Regions from separate parts of the Zea mays genome. Here region 2 is linked to region 1. Evidence: chromatin contacts called from public Hi-C data. All regions are on one chromosome and are shown on one strand. Each heading gives the region's core, a stretch centred on a gene start, on an enhancer-like site or on the middle of the called end of the contact. The rest is flanking DNA. Distances are from core to core; before and after follow the strand shown. Region 1 holds the start of LOC103647590 (acyl-coenzyme A thioesterase 9, mitochondrial). Region 2 holds the start of LOC109944062 (ankyrin repeat-containing protein At5g02620).

The links. A called contact is a pair of places that touch in the nucleus more often than the background predicts.
Region 2: a contact with region 1 is called in a Hi-C map of tassel, with 4 times the contacts expected there. The contact joins the promoter of LOC109944062 here to the promoter of LOC103647590 in region 1. A contact is called at or near these places in 8 of 25 Hi-C or Micro-C datasets (endosperm, leaf, leaf mesophyll and 2 more) and 1 of 3 datasets of contacts at active chromatin or transcription factors (seedling).

The regions. Positions count from the first base shown.
Region 1 is chr2:199,705,429-199,709,854 of Zm-B73-REFERENCE-NAM-5.0, reverse strand. It overlaps LOC103647590 (acyl-coenzyme A thioesterase 9, mitochondrial), which reads left to right and starts at 1,295. Exons shown (of 5, transcript XM_035965434.1): 1 at 1,295-2,160. The coding sequence starts at 1,561. LOC103647589 (extensin) reads right to left here and starts at 3,911. Exons shown (of 2, transcript XM_020548526.3): 1 at 3,135-3,911; 2 at 2,457-3,064. The coding sequence starts at 3,680. The coding sequence ends at 2,819.
Region 2 is chr2:199,897,496-199,902,514 of Zm-B73-REFERENCE-NAM-5.0, reverse strand. It overlaps LOC109944062 (ankyrin repeat-containing protein At5g02620), which reads right to left and starts at 2,164. Exons shown (of 4, transcript XM_020548529.2): 1 at 1,643-2,164; 2 at 860-1,553; 3 at 1-172. The coding sequence starts at 1,268.

The DNA of each region.
Region 1 (4,426 bases), core at 46-2,545:
ATTGTAGTTTTTTCTGTCTAAGGTCACTGTAGCAGTAGCGTAGAAGCATTCGCAACCAGGCAAAGGAACAACAAAAATTAGTTTTGGAGCTGCAGCCGTTGCAGCCAGAAAAGTTGGAAGCCATCTCACCCAACGAAATGCATAAGAGAGTAAGATACACATACATATGCCATTATTACAAGCTTTGTTGCATCTACAATATTTATTCGTGTTCTTTGTTCTTGTTTTTCAAGTCTATATGACGAAGGCATGAAAAAAATCGATCACAACACAATTCCCTCTTTTTTCAAAAAAAAATATCCTGAAAATCTTTATCTTTATCTGCGTCGGGTTCGGGTAGCCCTTTGGCCCCTTTCACCCGTGTGCATGCAATCTGCAGGCTGTCTCGCTTCCAAATCGCATGCAAGTTGCACATAGTAGTAGTGTTCTTTAAAAAAGAGGGATTATAATTAAAATACCAGTATTGATACGTTAAACTATATAAATTCGTGCTAATTTTTTTTCTCTCTTATCACATCCTGACATCCATGAATACAATCAACACTCTTACAAAATATGAGATATAGACACATTTTAATTATTAGCAATGCATTAAATTAGATAAGTTTGCATGTGACTCATAATTCTTTATACTCCTTTAAAGCACCAACTCCATGCATCACGTGTCGTGCGTTACTTGTGAAATATGTAGGTCTTGCTTCTCTCCCCCATTTAAGAGGCCTAATTGGCGGTTATACTACAGATGGGTCATGAGAAAACATCAAAACCCAACACAACGACATGAAATCATACGCAGTGCAGCGGTCTCACATAGTAGCACCTCACTAGCTAAAGGAGGATGAGCAACCGAGTGATCTTTAAAAAAAAGATCGGACTCATTTTTAACTTATATCTTTTTTAGCGATTTGGCTAAAATAAAGTGTAATATTTATTCTTATCAATTTAATATATATGAACTATATGTTGATTTTGATATTGAATTTATTTTTTTGCAGGTATCAGATAAACTAAAATATTTATTTTTATCAGTTTAATATATTATATCGTTGCAGCGCTCGAAAATTCTACTAGTATATTCTTTATTGAGGTGTGGATGTTTCTTTTCTCAATGTGCCAGCAGCATGCCAGCATCTGAGCGGCTAGCAACCACATGGGCCCTATAATAGGCCAGGCCTTTTTAACTTCGTGGACCAAATTCACTCTAGCAGCAGCAGCCCCACTTCAATCTATCGGCCGTTGCGGCCCTTTTCATTTTTGCGTTGTAAATGGACCATACCGGTGCCGAACCACCGACGCACCCAACCGGGTCTCGCCGGTGCTGCCTGCCTGTAGGTCGTGATGTGCCTCGAGATGGCCGTCTCCTGTCCCCCTGCCCAACAACCCACTGACCCAACCGTGTGACTGTGTGAGTCTGACTCTGATCGCTGCCAAGGTCTCAAGTCTCAACGCGATGTTGCGAGGAAGCTGTGGCCCACCTGCCTCTCTTTTTTCTACCACACCGGCACACCCACACCTTCCCACAAGGCCGGAGGTGAGCCCCGCATCCGCGGCCAAGTACCCATGACGACGAGGCTGACAGCGACGTTGTTGCTCTCCAGAACCCTCGTCCGCCGCGTAACCTCGCGAACCCCGACACCCCTCGGCCCTTTCGGTCTCGAACCATCCGCAGGAATCCCCATCTCCTGGTCCAGACGCGCCTCCTCGACCGCCTCGGGAGATCGGGGCCAGGAACCGCCACCGGCCATGGATTCGCCTATCAAGGTGGTTTCTCACCTGGGGGGCGGACGAGGAGGAGGAGGGGGAGAGGGAGAGGGAGAGGGAGAGGGAGGGGCCGCAGCGATCGACGCGGGGAAGTCGGCACGGAGGCCGCTCAGCCTGTGGCCCGGGATGTACCACTCCCCGGTGACCAACGCGCTCTGGGAGGCGCGGTCCAGCATCTTCGAGCGGATGATGGACGCTGGGAACGGCGCTTCCTCTGCCGAGCAGCGGCCGCAGACTGAGCTGCTCGTCAAGACGCCCGCGCAGAGCCGGACCAGCATCGTGTACAAGTTCGCCACCGACGACATCCTCAGGGAGCAGTACCGGGACCCCTGGAACGAGGTGCGCATCGGCAAGCTGCTCGAGGATCTTGACGCCCTCGCCGGCACCATCGCCGTCAAGGTAATGCCTAGTGCGATATCCATTTCGATCTTCTTTCTTGGCGTTGCGCCGTTGCCTGCCCTCTAGTAGCACAGGTGTGATCCGGTGAGGGAGAGATAAATGTGTGACTGCTGCAAGTATTCAGAGCTTTAGCTATTCCCCGTGCGTTCTTAGACTGAGTCCAGTGCACAGCCTCCCTCTCGCCCCTGCCACGTCAGCTCTCACCTCCACTCTCGCCCCTGCTGCTCCAGTGTAGGCTGCAGCAGGCTACAGCCTCAGGCTATAGCCACGTCAGCTTTTCTATTTCAAAATTAAGTAATTCACGCGGATTTATTTTAACGCTCAGAAAACACACAACATAATATTTTTTATTGAATTAAAAATTACAAAGTACATAATAATTATAATAAAATGACATGATAATTAAAATAAAATTACATAACTCTAATCGGACTCCTCGATCTCATCCTCATCTTCCTCCTCTTCACGTTCCGCTTCCGGTTCCTCTTCTTCGTCATCTAGCAGACCAAGTTCTTTTTCGACCATCTTTACGGCCCTGCCATGGGTACGCCTTTCAGCTGGGTCCATATCTCTGGTTGATCGGCCCTTTAGGATGTTCCGTTGCTTCAAAAGCTTGGCCTTCACTAATCCACCCCACAAGTTCTTCATTTTGAATGCTTCACTTGTTGATCATTGCATCGTCAGCTCCGCTCTGACGCAACCTTTCTTCTTGGAGGTAGAATCCATTGAACTTGGTCACCTCCCGGTTGTAGGTGACCCAATGATCTTTAAGTTGCTTGGCGGTTCGATGACGGATAGGGTCGGAGGTGGAGTTATATGTTGCCGCTATTTGGCCCCAGAAACTTGATCCGCTCTTATTGTTGCCGGAGATGGGATCATTAGAATGCATAAACCAAGCATTAACCTACAATAAAACCTATAATATAAGTAAACTAAAAAATCAAGATTAAATAAATGAGAAACGATTCACTCACCAGATTTTCCCCGTCTTCCTTCGTCCACTCTAGCCTCTTTGGACGCTTTTCCTTCGGCACGGGATTTTCCTCAGCTTGGTTTTCAGATCCAACAGATAAAGGTGCAACTGGAGGAGGTGCTCCATACGTAGGTGGAGCATATGGATGAGGTGCTCCATACGGAGGTGGAGCATATGGAGCATAAGGAGGTACTCCATACGGAGGTGGAGCATATGGAGGAGGGGCGTATGGAGGTATCTGGAAAGAAGCTTGACTTCCGTCCGCAGCAGGTGGGGGAGGGGCATACGGACGTACCGGGAATGAGGCTTGAATTCCGGCTTGGGAAGTTGGAGGTTGACCATATGAAGACGGTGGATATTGATACAAATGATAGGGATAAGGGTATGGTGGTGGACGCGCAGCCGGAAATAGTGCACGGGGGAGTGAGGCTGAAACATCGGAGCGACGATGTAGTGAAGAAGACTCATCTAACGGAAGGGTTGTAGGTGACCCATCGGACTGCAAGAGATCCGTGAAGGTGTTCAAATATGGGGACCAACCCGACATTGTGCGAAGAAAGGGGAGTTTGGAAGAGAAAAATGAGATGGAATGGTGTGTGGAATGAGCTCCATCCGGGTAGGGGTATATATAGAGGGATTGGGGATGAAATTTGTGATTTTTTGCAATTTTTTTCGAATTTTTTGGACTCCAAACGGTCAAAAACAGCTAGTTGCAACGACTAGCACACGTGGACCAATCAGATCGCGACACGTGGACCAATCAGATCGCGCCACGTCGCTCTCGCCCGCGCTCTCGCCCCGCCAGTGCCTCGCCTCCCTCTCGCCCGCCTCTCGCCCGGGCGGGCGCTCCAGCGCGGGCGAGAGCGAGGCGATACCGCCCGCTCTCGCCGGGCGCGAGCGCCATCGCCCGGCGCCGGCCTCTCGCCCGCCTCTTGCCCGCGCGCGGGCGGCAGCGGCCTCTTCTCGCCCGCACTGCCGCCCGCACTGCCACCAGCCTTATAGTTTTGTCATGTTTAAGTTTAATTGGACATCATCAGAGGACTTGGTGCCCACCACCTGGCCCCATGCCTTAATTTGTTAAATTAAGCCCATGAGCGTATGCTAGGGAGCACGTGTGCCAATTTCATGATTATGAATTGCCAACAGAATCTTGTTTTTGAAGTAGATGCACCTATGAAAATCTTAGAAATGTAGTCTAGAGACCCCGCAGTTTAACTGTTTCCTTTCTGAGGCTGGTTGAGTTGAGTTGAGATGTTAATGGTTTATGGTTTCTGGCACCAGACCGGAACGATT
Region 2 (5,019 bases), core at 915-3,414, 190 kb before region 1:
ACTGTCTTGCCATTATTTCTTGCAATCCTAGCAAGGCTTGCATCTGTTTCTAGCAGAAGATTAACAATGTCAACGTGGCCCTGAGTTGCAGCAGTGTCCAAAGCTGTGGCATTTACAGAATTTGTTGTCATTGCTAATGAGGGAAAGGCCTGTAACAGCTCCTTCAAGACATCTGCAAAGACCAAAACTGAATTAATATGATCTCTTTCTCTGAAACAAGAGAATATACAAGTTTTGAAGAAAAAAAACAAGATTAAATAACAACTGTGTAGTAGTTTGCTCTTCAACACAACATACTGACTAGTTTTCATTAAAAAAACACAGCATACTAACTCAAATATCAGAAATTCATAGCCTAATTGGTCTGGTGAAAGTTCCTAGCTGAGCAGACAAGTACTAGGGAGCATATCTCGTCACTAGATATAGGATTGTCAGTTCTTTGATTTAGACACAATAGCATGGCAAGATTGTAGAAAAATAGAAATTGCCAACTCAGAGAAATCAACAATTTGTCTGTAAAACCAAGAAAGAAAGAAATGCTAGGATGTAATCTAGACCAGATCAGCCTAGTAAATTTATCAGACATCTGAGCAAAAGGAAATCAGGGACTCAGTGTCACTGTTTTAATACTCCATGTTCCTGAAGGAAAATAAATGAGGGAAACAGTTCATGGTCATAGAGATTTGCAGAAGTCAATAAGATACAAGTCAAGTTTTATAAACATACCAATTGCAAGCAGAATGAGTACTACAGAAGATCACAGAACTGCCAGTACAAACCAGTGAATCCGTATATAAAAGAATTCCAATTCACACTACCTAAAACTCGACTATTTAATTATGAAGGAATGAAAGCTCACCCAAATGGCCCTGCTTTGCCGCAATATGGAATGCATCGAAGCTGTTACTGGCCTTGATCCCGGCTGACTGCACATCCGAAGCCTTCAAAATCTCACACACAACCTCAACATGCCCTTTCTCAGCAGACACATACAACGCAGTCTCGCCGTCTTGATTCGTGCGGCCAGCTAACTCCACCACCAGTTCTGGATCACACTCCGCAAGGATCTTCTGAACATGTGCGACACTGCCAGCTCTCGCCGCGAGGTGGAGCGCGGTGTCACCCCGCTTCCCAGGGCTGTCCTTGTTCCTTTTGAAGCTCTGCTGCTTCTCCATGGACAAGAACTTGAAGCTTCTCTGCTTCTCCATCCCCCGGAAGCTCTTCAGTTTCTCTAGGGCACCATGTCGCACGCTGGGTTGCTTCTCCATGTCCAAGATCAAATGGCTCCTAAAATTGCGAGGTTCCGCAAATCTGGCCGGAGTTGATGGAAAAAATATCAACCAATAAGAGTGTCTCTGCAGAATCTAACAAGCCCTTCTCTTGTTTCTCCCTGCATCTCTTGTATCCTCACCAACTGCTGCAGCTTTAGCTTTGATCCGCAAGAACACCAATTTGGCTGCTTTGCACACAGACTAGGGTTCATTCCCAAATTTGTCCATACAAACAGGGAGAAGAAATCTGGTAGCTTTTTAGAATCGAGATATCACCTCAAACTGCAAAAGGAATCAATAAATTAGCATGCATAAATTTCAAGGAGAACTATAAAACGTCTTATCACCTAACAAGGAAGATAATTCCTCACCACGAGAAAACAGCCAACAAACTTAGAGGCCAGATCAAGAACACGCAGGGCGCAAGGAGCAGAACTATTTGTCTTAGAGCTCCAAAAATCCCATCTCCCTAGCATCAGCCAAGGGTGGAAAGAAGACGGTGGGAGGCTGGGAGCTAGTTGGTATCTTGGAAGTTAGGAGCCTCCAAAGTTTTCCATCGGCGGTCCGCCGGCCAGTCCCTCTCCCCGGCCTGGAAGCTCACTTATTAGGTTCGAGTGATCCACCTCCCCTTCTTATCATCGAGGAGACGAGGACGACGACGGCTGAAGGAAGCGAGCACACGTTCGGTAGTCTCCGGCACCTGATTTTTCTATTTTCACCCGTGACGGAATAATTGTGCGACTTTGCTACCTCCTCCTTCGGCTCTTCCTTGCGTTAAAAAGGCAAACTTTTTGCATTACTTCTATATCTCTTCGCAGTACTTTGCTGTCAAGCTGGTTTTGTCAGTCAGCCTCTGCAGTTTGTTGTTTTTAAGTGCTAATTTCGTTGGAGAATTTTTGTACGCACAGTATCTGCACTTAACTTTAATCTATACTGATCTGATCTACTATTTCTATAGTATTTTATTTTTATAGACTACCGCTGCAACATTCTAAACAACCAGATTTAATCTCAAACAAATGTTTATTTCTAGACATCAAATCAGTCGTTTCACGATCACCAATGTCAGTGCGTAAAAGTCCGGGTGGACCGTGGACGCACCATGCCTCAATAACAAACTTAGGAAAACATGCTCCTGCTCAAACGACTCCGGACTCCGGAGGGCGGAGGCCGCCAGGCGTGAAGCGAGACTCCTGCAGACCCACGACAACTTGGAAGGAGAAGGAGCCAGCCGACGGCCCGACGCCATCGATGTGCGCCTCCGTCGGCGCCACAACAGTCAGGGACCTATGACCGTGCTGCAATAATTTATTTGGATATATTAAACTATCTATAATATCCCACGGGCAGAATAAATGCAAGGTGATGCAAGAGGATAAAAATACAAAATAGCAGATATAGTTGGATATAAATTAGATGTTTAGGGTTTGGTTGTAGACTTGCACCATATAAGATATTGTTCGTCTACACTAATCCAGCTTTGAATCAGTATAGATTGAAATTAAATCTATGTCACAATCCATGTCCCAAAATAATCCAAGTCTACATAAAAAAATTATTCGGTTAAACCCGTGATGGATTATAACCCAAGGATTTAGGGTTTTTTTTAAACTATAGAAAGCATGAGTTCTATCTATAACTCATTAGGTATGGAATAAATCCATAAAGATATTGCACAAGTTTATAATAGAATCCATAGATAAAAAATAACTACCTTTAATAATAAATTTAATCTCACCATAGGATTGAGTGTGAGGTATGGATTCACCTAATCCAGACATAGATTAAATCTATAGTGGGGTTTCATCCAGTAGCGAAGCTAGCAATATTCTATCGGGGTCATCAATATTATCTACTGGATCTTTATTATAAAACTCTTGTTATTAACACCGTTTTTCCATTGGATGTTCAGAAAATTATCGAAGTCGGTTGACCCCAAAATAAGGTCTGGCTTCGCCCATGATTTGATCCATTGTAACCGAACAAAGCCTAAGTGATTACACAAGTTAGACGAGCGCTCAACGCCACTTCTAAATTCTCCTAATGCTAAAAATGTACCATGATATGTTGCCTTATCATTAATACTTCCTTCGTTCTTTTTTATTTGTCGTGGTTTAGTCCAAAAATGAACTATGGGACGATAAGTATTCAAGAATAGAGCTAGTATAAGATATGATTCTAAACAAACAGACCACATCTACTCCCTATGTTTCAATTTATAATTTGTTTGACTTTTTAACCCAAATTTAGTTGTTATAATTTTTTTTAAGAGTTTGAATCTTTGGACTATAAATATCTAACCCTATATTATCAATATAAAAAGGTAAGAAAACCTCTCAGAGACTATACTCTTTATAATGTGATCTTCCTATTCTAACCCCCTTGGTTAAATAATGAATCTCCATGAGATTAACAAAATTCTCTGCAGAACCATGGCTTGATATATTGTTTTCAAGGGCCTTTTTTTGTGTGTGTACCGGGGTCTATAATTTCGTTTGCATAGATAAGAATTTTGTTTTGTTGACCAAATTTTGACTTTTATATTTTAAATCGAAATCTACTTAAATCCGGAACGAAATTCGATTTTCGGCGAGTAACGAAAACGAAATAAATCACCTAAATCCGTTGATCCCGGTCCGAGAAAGTGAACGCTGGTGTGAACGCTAGGCGGAGTGTGTGCTGGGAGCAAAGTAACCTTGCTTTCCAGCTGTTGAGAGAAGTACAATGACCAGGGAGAGGCAATGAGAGAATTCAACAAAATAACCAACTCAAAGCTTGAAACATACCTTTGAAATAATATTTGCTTGTCCACACTCCACACCACCTGCTTTACCTCCTTCTACCATCTTTTTTTAGACATCCATTTGTATCGTGCTGCTTGTCATCACTTTTTTTTTTTGTGCTTTACAACAAGGTTAGCGAGCGGACAAGCGGCGGTGGATCATGCAATTGTAATTATTTTGCATGTACTTGTCACTCGGTTAGTTAGATATTTTGTTGAGGCTTTGTTCGTTGATTATCTTTGTTCTGCTCCATCTACGATCTGTGCCCATGCTTGCGGAGGTGGTCGGTGTTCTGGCTAGAAAACACTATTTGTGTTGGCATGTTCGGTAGTTATAGTAGTTGGTACGTCTAGATATTGAGTCAGTTTGGTTCGGGTCAGTTCGTTTATAAGCTTGAGCTGACTTGTTTAGGTCACGAACCCAAACATAAAAAATAATCAATGCGTTTGGTTGCCTGCATCTGCGCGTGCTTGCATCGTGGAATACGGGTAGTTGCTGTTTGGTTGCTGTGACCCAGGCTATGTGCGTGCGAGCTCTGTGTTTGGTTGCCTGCATGCATATCTGGATCCAGGCTCGCACGATCCTCAAAGCACTCTGGGCCAGGCTCACCAGATACGAGTAGATTGGTCGCATCTGTGGAGCCAGGCTTCAGCGGTCCTGGCTCACACAGCCAGGTTGCCTAGAGAAACCAACCAAACAGGTTGAATATGTATATAACAATCATTTCTAGTTAATTTTAAACTAATTTAACAATAGAAAATAATAATTATATCTATAGTTTCACAGACCACATGAATGTAACACCAAATTAGCACAACTCATCATTCATCAATTCACATACATGTTCATCAGTTTAACACACAGTTATATTCGCATAGATTAGTTTATCACATAGACATAGTTCATCAATGACTAGTTTAACTCATAGACAATATACACCACACATACATATAACATGTTCATCA